2 separate regions of the Mus musculus genome follow, and region 1 is linked to region 2. The links are chromatin contacts, called in public Hi-C maps. All regions are on one chromosome and are shown on one strand. Each heading gives the region's core, a stretch centred on a gene start, on an enhancer-like site or on the middle of the called end of the contact. The rest is flanking DNA. Distances are from core to core; before and after follow the strand shown.

Evidence for each region. Hi-C and Micro-C count contacts between places; a contact is called where the count stands out from the background.
Region 1: a Hi-C map of double positive thymocytes shows a contact between it and region 2, with 1.8 times the contacts expected there. The contact joins the enhancer-like site here to the promoter of Ccdc171 in region 2. A contact is called at or near these places in 3 of 15 datasets of contacts at CTCF or cohesin (CD8 T cells, the NIH/3T3 cell line and pro-B cells), 88 of 484 Hi-C or Micro-C datasets (the Ba/F3 cell line, the C2C12 cell line, CD4 T cells and 52 more), 16 of 115 datasets of contacts at active chromatin or transcription factors (DN3 thymocytes, the SCID.adh cell line, bone marrow-derived dendritic cells and 10 more) and 3 of 9 other capture datasets (adipose tissue, liver and pancreatic islet).

The regions. Positions count from the first base shown.
Region 1 is chr4:83,565,968-83,569,463 of GRCm38.p6, reverse strand. All of the region lies in intron 6 of Ccdc171 (coiled-coil domain containing 171), which reads right to left. Among named protein-coding and RNA genes, the nearest start is that of Gm25899, 40 kb to the right of the region's middle. Within about 2 kb of position 1,808, at least 85 of the 459 cell types and tissues checked have an H3K27ac peak or open chromatin away from gene starts, as enhancers often do. A contact at or near this core is called in the Ba/F3 cell line, CD4 single positive thymocytes, CD8 T cells and 22 more, where this site is marked.
Region 2 is chr4:83,524,110-83,527,802 of GRCm38.p6, reverse strand. It overlaps Ccdc171 (coiled-coil domain containing 171), which reads right to left and starts at 2,258. Exons shown (of 26, transcript NM_001355378.1): 1 at 2,033-2,258. Gm25899 (a small nuclear RNA gene) reads left to right here and starts at 35; the gene lies at 35-175.

The sequences.
Region 1 (3,496 bases), core at 559-3,058, 42 kb before region 2:
GCTAGTAGTGGGGATGGAGCTTCCAGGCAAGCACTAACGTGATTTCTCCATGGTCAATGGCTCAGGTAGGCGATGTCTTCAGCAATAGGGCCTCACTGTCGTGTTCTGAAGGATAACCAACAGCAACAGCAATAGCCAGTAATGTCTGAGGGCCTACGAGGGATTATGGGAACATCAATGACCAAAAAGGTAACCCATTCTGGCACTGGGTGTATTTGTTACCATGTGGTGTCTAGCAAGACCACCCTGTTACACTGTAACTCTATTTTAACTTTTCATATATGTGCATACATAGTTTAGGAAACCTCTAGAGTAGTAGGTCTCCATATAGCTTTTTGAAAGGGTCTTTAGAGTAACTATCCACCTCCCATTTCCTCCTTTACCCTGCCTTCCCATCCCTAACTTTAATGCAACTCTTCTGTTCCATTTATCTCCCATACATTTTTTGGAGATTTTGTTTATGTATATGTGTTGTTTTTTCTGTTCACCATGTGCATTCAGTGTCCTCAGAAGCCAGAAAAGAACACTGAATTTCATTTAAATGGAGTAACTGACAGTTTGAGGCACCATGTCGACACTGGGAATTGAACCCAGGTCCTCTGTAAGAGCTGCCAGGGCTCTTAACCCCTGAGCCACCTCTCCATCCCCATCATTAATCTCCTTCAGCCCTTTACCCTACCTCCTGTTTCCTGCAAGCCTCTCTCCATGGCCCCTTACTCGTTTCCTGATCTCGTAGTGTTTACAGATGAAACATACACATCTGAAGAGTCAAAGCATCCATATATGAAAGAAAATGTGATGCTTGTCTTCTGGGTCTGGGTTACCTCACTCAGGATGACCACTTCAAGCTCCATCCAACTGTCCTCAAATTTCATTTTTCCTAATAGCTGAATAATATCCCGTTGTGTAGGTAGACCACAGTTTCATTATTCACTATTCATCAGCGGAAGAACATCTGGGTGTTTCCATTTCGTGTATATTGTGAATGGAGCAGCAATGACCATAGATGAGCAGTAACTCTGAAGGCTCAGGACCACAGGACAGAGGGTGGGAAGGATTGTAAACGCCAGAGGCAATGGATTACTGTAGTCTCCCCTCCTCCAGCCTGAAACCTGCTTGCTCAGGGGTGGAGCTTCCTGCTCATTCGTTCTGCCACGCCCACTGCTGGAACCTGCCAGCTTTGCTGTTTGGAGCCACACACGTGCTCACCTTTCTACTGGACCTGAGATTATTCGGCAGGAATCGGGTCCCCTCCCCCTTCCTTTATAACTGAAATGTCGGAACTAGTAAAATTGAGCTTTGATCAGAATAACTGTCTTGGCTACATTTCTTTCTCTCGCCACCTAGCCCCTCTTCTCTTCCAGGTTTCCAAAATGCCTTTCCAGGCTAGAACCCAGGTTGTGGTCTGCTGGCCGGACACAACAGATTACTACAAGAAAAAAGCATTTTCCAGACACAAGACACATGAACATAGTGAAGTGCACAGGAGGCTTCCTTCTGCACTCTCCCACAGAAGCCCCCCTCCCCCACCCTAGGCTCTCTCCCACAGCAAGCCTCTGTGGTTTCCCTCAGAAGTTCTGCTTTCCCCAACCCCTGCTCCCTCCTGCAGCAAACACGGGGGTTCACACACACACACGCACGCACACACACACACACACACACACACACACACACACACACACGGAGAACTTGAGGAGCCACAGGCACCAGCTTGAGTGAGACAATGACAAATCTCCCCAGCTGCAGTGGCACCAAGGCTAGCACTCTCCCTGATAACCTGCTGGGCGCTTCCCAGGTGCCGCTGGTGCCTATCCTTGGAAAAGGGAGATTAAGGTCCCACGTTTAAATCATAGAAGGTAGGTAGGTCACAGATAGTTATGGCCAGTCATAAAACTAGCTCCTGATAGCCCCATAAAGATCATCCTTAGGTCAGAAGACTCCCCCTCTCAGCCTTGTGATTCCGCCCTTCCAAATGGTATCCTGTCTGAGTCATGACTTATCTCACCCACCTTCCCTCCCATCACCCTAAGCATTTGAAGAATTTCTAACTATGCTGGATGTAAGTGCCAAGACACCCAAGCTCAAGGTTGCACTCCTGTCCTATGCTGTGGGAAGGGTTGTGATCCTAGTCTGACTCGTGACTAAAAGACTCTTATGCACGATTGCAGCGGGCTCTGCAGTTCTTGAGCTCTCCTGGGTTTCCCGTGGAGTTGGAGCATAATAATAGAAACTCACTGTAGTTATGATAGCAAACACAAGACTTGTGAGGCTCAGGCCACATGAAATCCCATACGTGAATCAATGAATGTAATAATACATCACATAAATGGGCTCAAAGACAGAAATCACATGATCATCTTAAGGGAAGCAAAAATGGTGTTTGACAAAACACAGCGTCTCTTTATGATAAAAGCACCCAAGTGGGCCAGTGAAATGGCCTCCCAAGTACTTGCCTCCAAGTGTAGTAATCCAAGTGTGACCTGAGAATCTGTATAGTAGAGGCTTGGTTCATGCAAATTGTGTGCCCCCTCCCCAAACACACACACTAAACCTTAAAAACTTTCATTTTGTTTAACAAAATCTAAAGAAACTGGGGATAAAAGGAATGTATCTCAGTATAATGAAAGCTGGTGGGACTGAAGCATCCTCACTTGGGCCCTATGGCTCGTTAACCTTTTTGAGTTCTGTGGATTGTACTCTGGGTTGTGATTGCATACCATGCATGTCCTTTTGGGTCTGAGATACATCACACACAGAATGATATTTTCCATTTCCATCCATTTCCCTCCAAAACTCATGATGTCTTTGTTCTTAATAGCTGAATAGTATTCCACTGTGTAAATGAACCATATTTTCTGTATCCATTCTTCCACTGTAGAACATCTGGGTTGTTTCCAGCTTCTGGATATCACAAATAAGGCCACTATGAACATAGTGAAACATGCCCCTGTGGCATGGTAGGGCATCTTTTGAGTATATTCCCAATTGTGGTATAGCTGGGTCTTCAGGTAGATCTATTTCCAATTTTCTGAGGAACCTCCAGATTGAGAGTGGTTGTACCAGTTTGCAATCCCACCATTAATGGAAGAGTATTCCCCTTTCTCTGAATTCTCGCCAACGTGTGGTGTCACCTGAGTTTTTGATCTTAGCCATTCTGATTGATGTAAGAAAGACTTTCAGGGTTGTTTTGATTTACATTTCCCTGATCACTAAGGACCTTGAACATTTCTTTAAGTGCTTCTCTGCCATTTAAGATTCCTCAGTTGTGAATTCTGTTTAGTTCTATACCCCATTTTTTTTATTGGGTTGTTTAGTGTTTTTGGAGGTTAGCTTCTTGAGTACTTTATATATTTTGGGTCTTAGCCCTCCATCAGATGTGAAGTTAGTGATTTTTTTTCCCAATCTGTAAGTTGCCAATTTGTCCTATTGACTACGTCCTTTGCCTTACAAAAGCTTTTCAGTCTCATAAGATCCCATTTATCAATTCTTGATCTTA
Region 2 (3,693 bases), core at 1,009-3,508:
AATAATTAAACCACACTTGAAGAAAACTTTCCTTAGCTTTGCGAATTGGCTGTATTGTAGTCCATGAGGTTTATCCGAGGCGCAATTATTGCTAATTGAAAACTTTTCCCAATACCCTGCCATGATGACTTGAAATAAAGTCGGCATTGGCAATTTTTGACAGTCTCTACTGAGACTGAATAAAAAGGAAAAAAAAGGAAAAAAAAAAACTTTCCTTAAAGAACAAATTTTACCCCACATTTTGCAAAAGCAAAGTGGGTGCATCACCCCAGCCTTTTCCGACTCATTGGCCATCTTAGCACGAGTTTTCCTACCCTTCAAGCCCTCTTCTGTCCCTTCGCCGCATGCTCACCTCTCAGTCACACAGCTCAGAGAGAAAGGGGCTGGATGAAGAGTCAGGGCCCAGTATGGAACACTTACTATGTGCCACACACGCAACTAACTACGCATGCTTGATCCCACCATCCATCCCTTAATCTCCAGAGACTATTTGCCCATTTCACAGACGGGAAAACTGGGTTTCCCAGAGATTGAATGATTTGTACCAAGATACTCACTACAAGAATTAAAAGTCATACTCACATCTTGATGACTTCTAATGATTCTGTACCAAGAAAACATGCTTATCTGGAACCGCCTATGCCTCTCTGGGCGCACAGCCTAGCTTCTCCTGCCCACCCCCACCCCACCCCCGCCCCTTTAAACTGATGAACACCAACTCACCAACAAGCATCAGGTTTCATCAACTATTTAAGTCAGCCCCTCGACCCTTTCCGCTCTTGTTTAAAGATGAAAGGAATGCAACCTGTGTCACAGCACTTCCACTACCTTCTCAGTTTGGGTGTCTAACCAAATGCTATTTTTTTTTTTCTTTACTCATCGAGAGGAAAGGGCTTGATTCCCTAACACTAAATCCACTTTTTTTTTTTTTTTTTTTTTGTCTATGCAGCTTTGCATTCATTAGTCGTGACACCTGTGTGGGACTATCAGCAGTTACACGGTTCATTTGGCAAGGGGGCACTTCAGAGCTGAGTGCAGCTCAAATAGCAGAACACTTTTGTGCCCATGATTCTTGTTCAGTCTCAACCACCTTTCATCCCATCTCTGAAAAAAGAAGAGAGGTGAAGGAGATGTGTGATTCTGTCCATAAAACACGCCTAAGACAAAGAAACTCAAACAAACAAAAAGTAAACGGAGCCTGAAAGACTAAGCCCACTCTGCTTATTTGACATAAAGAACCTAAGGTCCAGGCGACAGGTGATTTGCCTGTCACAGCTAATAAATGGCTGAGCCAGGATTTACACACAAGCTCCAAGCTAAAACAGCCGCCTTCACTTTCCCTAGAATCCCGCTGCACTGCCTGCATTCCTCTGCCTTTAACTGGAAAGGATTGCATTTCCGGCTCTATCACAGTTTGGTCGTTACTAAGCACTGATAAATACAAATAACAAAACGGTAGTTTCATTTCTCCAATACTAGGAAAAGTATAAAACATCAACGTGCAAAATCTTAGAAGCTGTTTGATATCGTCTCTAAGTTATGTATTTGATTAATATGAATATCGTAAATGATTAAAAAGTCAAAGGGGGGGGGGTGTGTGCTTGTACGCAAAATTCAGCTTTAAACTCACAGCTGACTTTTCTAAGTCCCAAGGTGGGTGGTAGGCAGAAGTTGCATAACTCATTGTTTTGCTTATCAAACGTTTGTAGGGTGCCTAAAGTGTGGTAGGCATTTAAATAAAATGAAGGTAAAACACGAAAAAAAAAAAAGTGATCCTTGGGTACTGATCCCAAAGAGCTCCGAGGACTCTAGTCCCCACCGGTCCTCGGAGTACAGCGAAGATGCTCGGCTTCCTCAAGGTGGGCGGAGAGCCCTGGCCATTGAGCTGGAGGCTGGAGGCTGGAGGCTGAGCTGGAGGCGTGTCAGCACCAGCTAGCAGCCCTCAGCCGGGTCCTCTCTGCAAGCCCAGTCTCCTCTCAGCACCTCCCGGTCCCGGGCGCCAGTCACCATTGCACCCACAGCCCGCAGTTACCTCGGACTCGCGTGGTCCAGCCTGCACACCCACGACCCCCAGGCAGCTTCAGGTCTCGGGGTGAGTGGGAGGTCAGGCAACTCTCAGGAGAAAGAGTGACAACTGGGGAAAGCCGATGGACTCTAGGGCCAGGATGGAGAAAGTCTACGAGGTGAAGTTTACAACGGCCACTTCCGGGGGCCCGGAACACGCGACGAGGCTCTGGGCAGCCGCGACTTTCTCCGCCTCCCTGGCCCCGCCCCGGCAGGCCCGCCCCTCGCCTCCGCGTCCCCAGCGTCCCGCCCGCCGCCCGAGCCCCAGCTCCAGGATACGCGCGTACTCAGAGAACGCGGGCTCGCGCTGGAAGAGAAGCGCCGGCCCGCAACCGCGCGCGCTCCCGCGGCAGGCGGGGTATATTGCGCATGCGCCAGGGGTGGGGTACGCGTGCGCAAAGCACACGGGTGGCTCGGGGCCGCGTTCCACCCCATGCGCGCTCCAGCGCCGGCATGCTGTGCCTTCTCCTTGTTTCAGAACTCCCGCAACCGAGTGGCGTGCACATTTCCAGCCTCGGAAAAGGGCAGCAGCCTGTTCCTGCTCTGTAAACGTCTTCTTAGCTGGCTCTCGGCCCGAGAAACCCGCTAGGACCGCGGCCGATGCCAGGGTCCCCAGGGAGAGTGCCTGGGCTTCGGCACAGGTGGCAGACTCTCAGCGCCCTCCTCCTGCAGTCTCCTCCTCCCATCGATTTCTTTTGTATTTTGGCTTGGGTGGATAGAATGTAGGTCGGTGCTCTGATGCTGCTGAGCGTCTTTGATTACAAATAATGCAGAACCGGATTCATTGGCAAATAAGGCCTTGGAGCCTCGCCTTGAGCTCCATCTCTGCTAGATTTCAGCCCCTCCCCCTCCTCGCCCACAATTTATAAAGAGCTTTGGTTCGCCCTGTAGCCGCTTCAGAGGATTGGAAAAGCAAATCCTCTTTTGTTCCTTGGCTTTTGAAAGCCTATTCCCTAAAGAACAATGCGAAATGGCAGGATTTTGATGAAAGGTTTTTATCCCTGCCGCCACTACCTTCTTTCCACAAGTGTTCATACAAAATGAGCCTTTTATGCTAAACTTGTCCGGGGTTGGTTGTAATCAGCCTGAACCAGGTGTTGGGGTTCTCGCCTGCTCTCGCTCTGGAAAGTTAACAGTCCTAAGAGCAAATAGATTAAAACTTTGGTTCTTGCACTGCTGAGAAACTTTAATTGGTTTGAGGTCAGTTGTTTGGTTTTTAAAAGGTTTTCCTTGCTTCTTAAGGCTTTAGCCAGAAGAGATAACTGCTTCGAAAACAAACTGAAGGAAACAAAAGTAGCCCTCTCTACTTAGGAATCAAATGGAGAATTACAATAAATAAGATTACATTCACCACCACCATGGGTTTCTCTGTGTGGCCTGACAGTCCTGGAAGATGAGAGTTTTTTTTTAAATTGTATACGGCTTAGTTTTGTTATTTGAAAGATTTTTGTTTGGAGGGAAGTGATTTTGTTGTTGTTTTGCTTTCTTGGTTTTGTCTGGGTGGGGTTTTTTAATTCCCTATGTAGCCCAATCAGGCCCCAAATTCTGGATCCCCTGCCATAGCCTCCGGAACACTGGGGTTACAAATCATGGGCCACACACACACATCAGCTCATCGTGTTTTAGGAA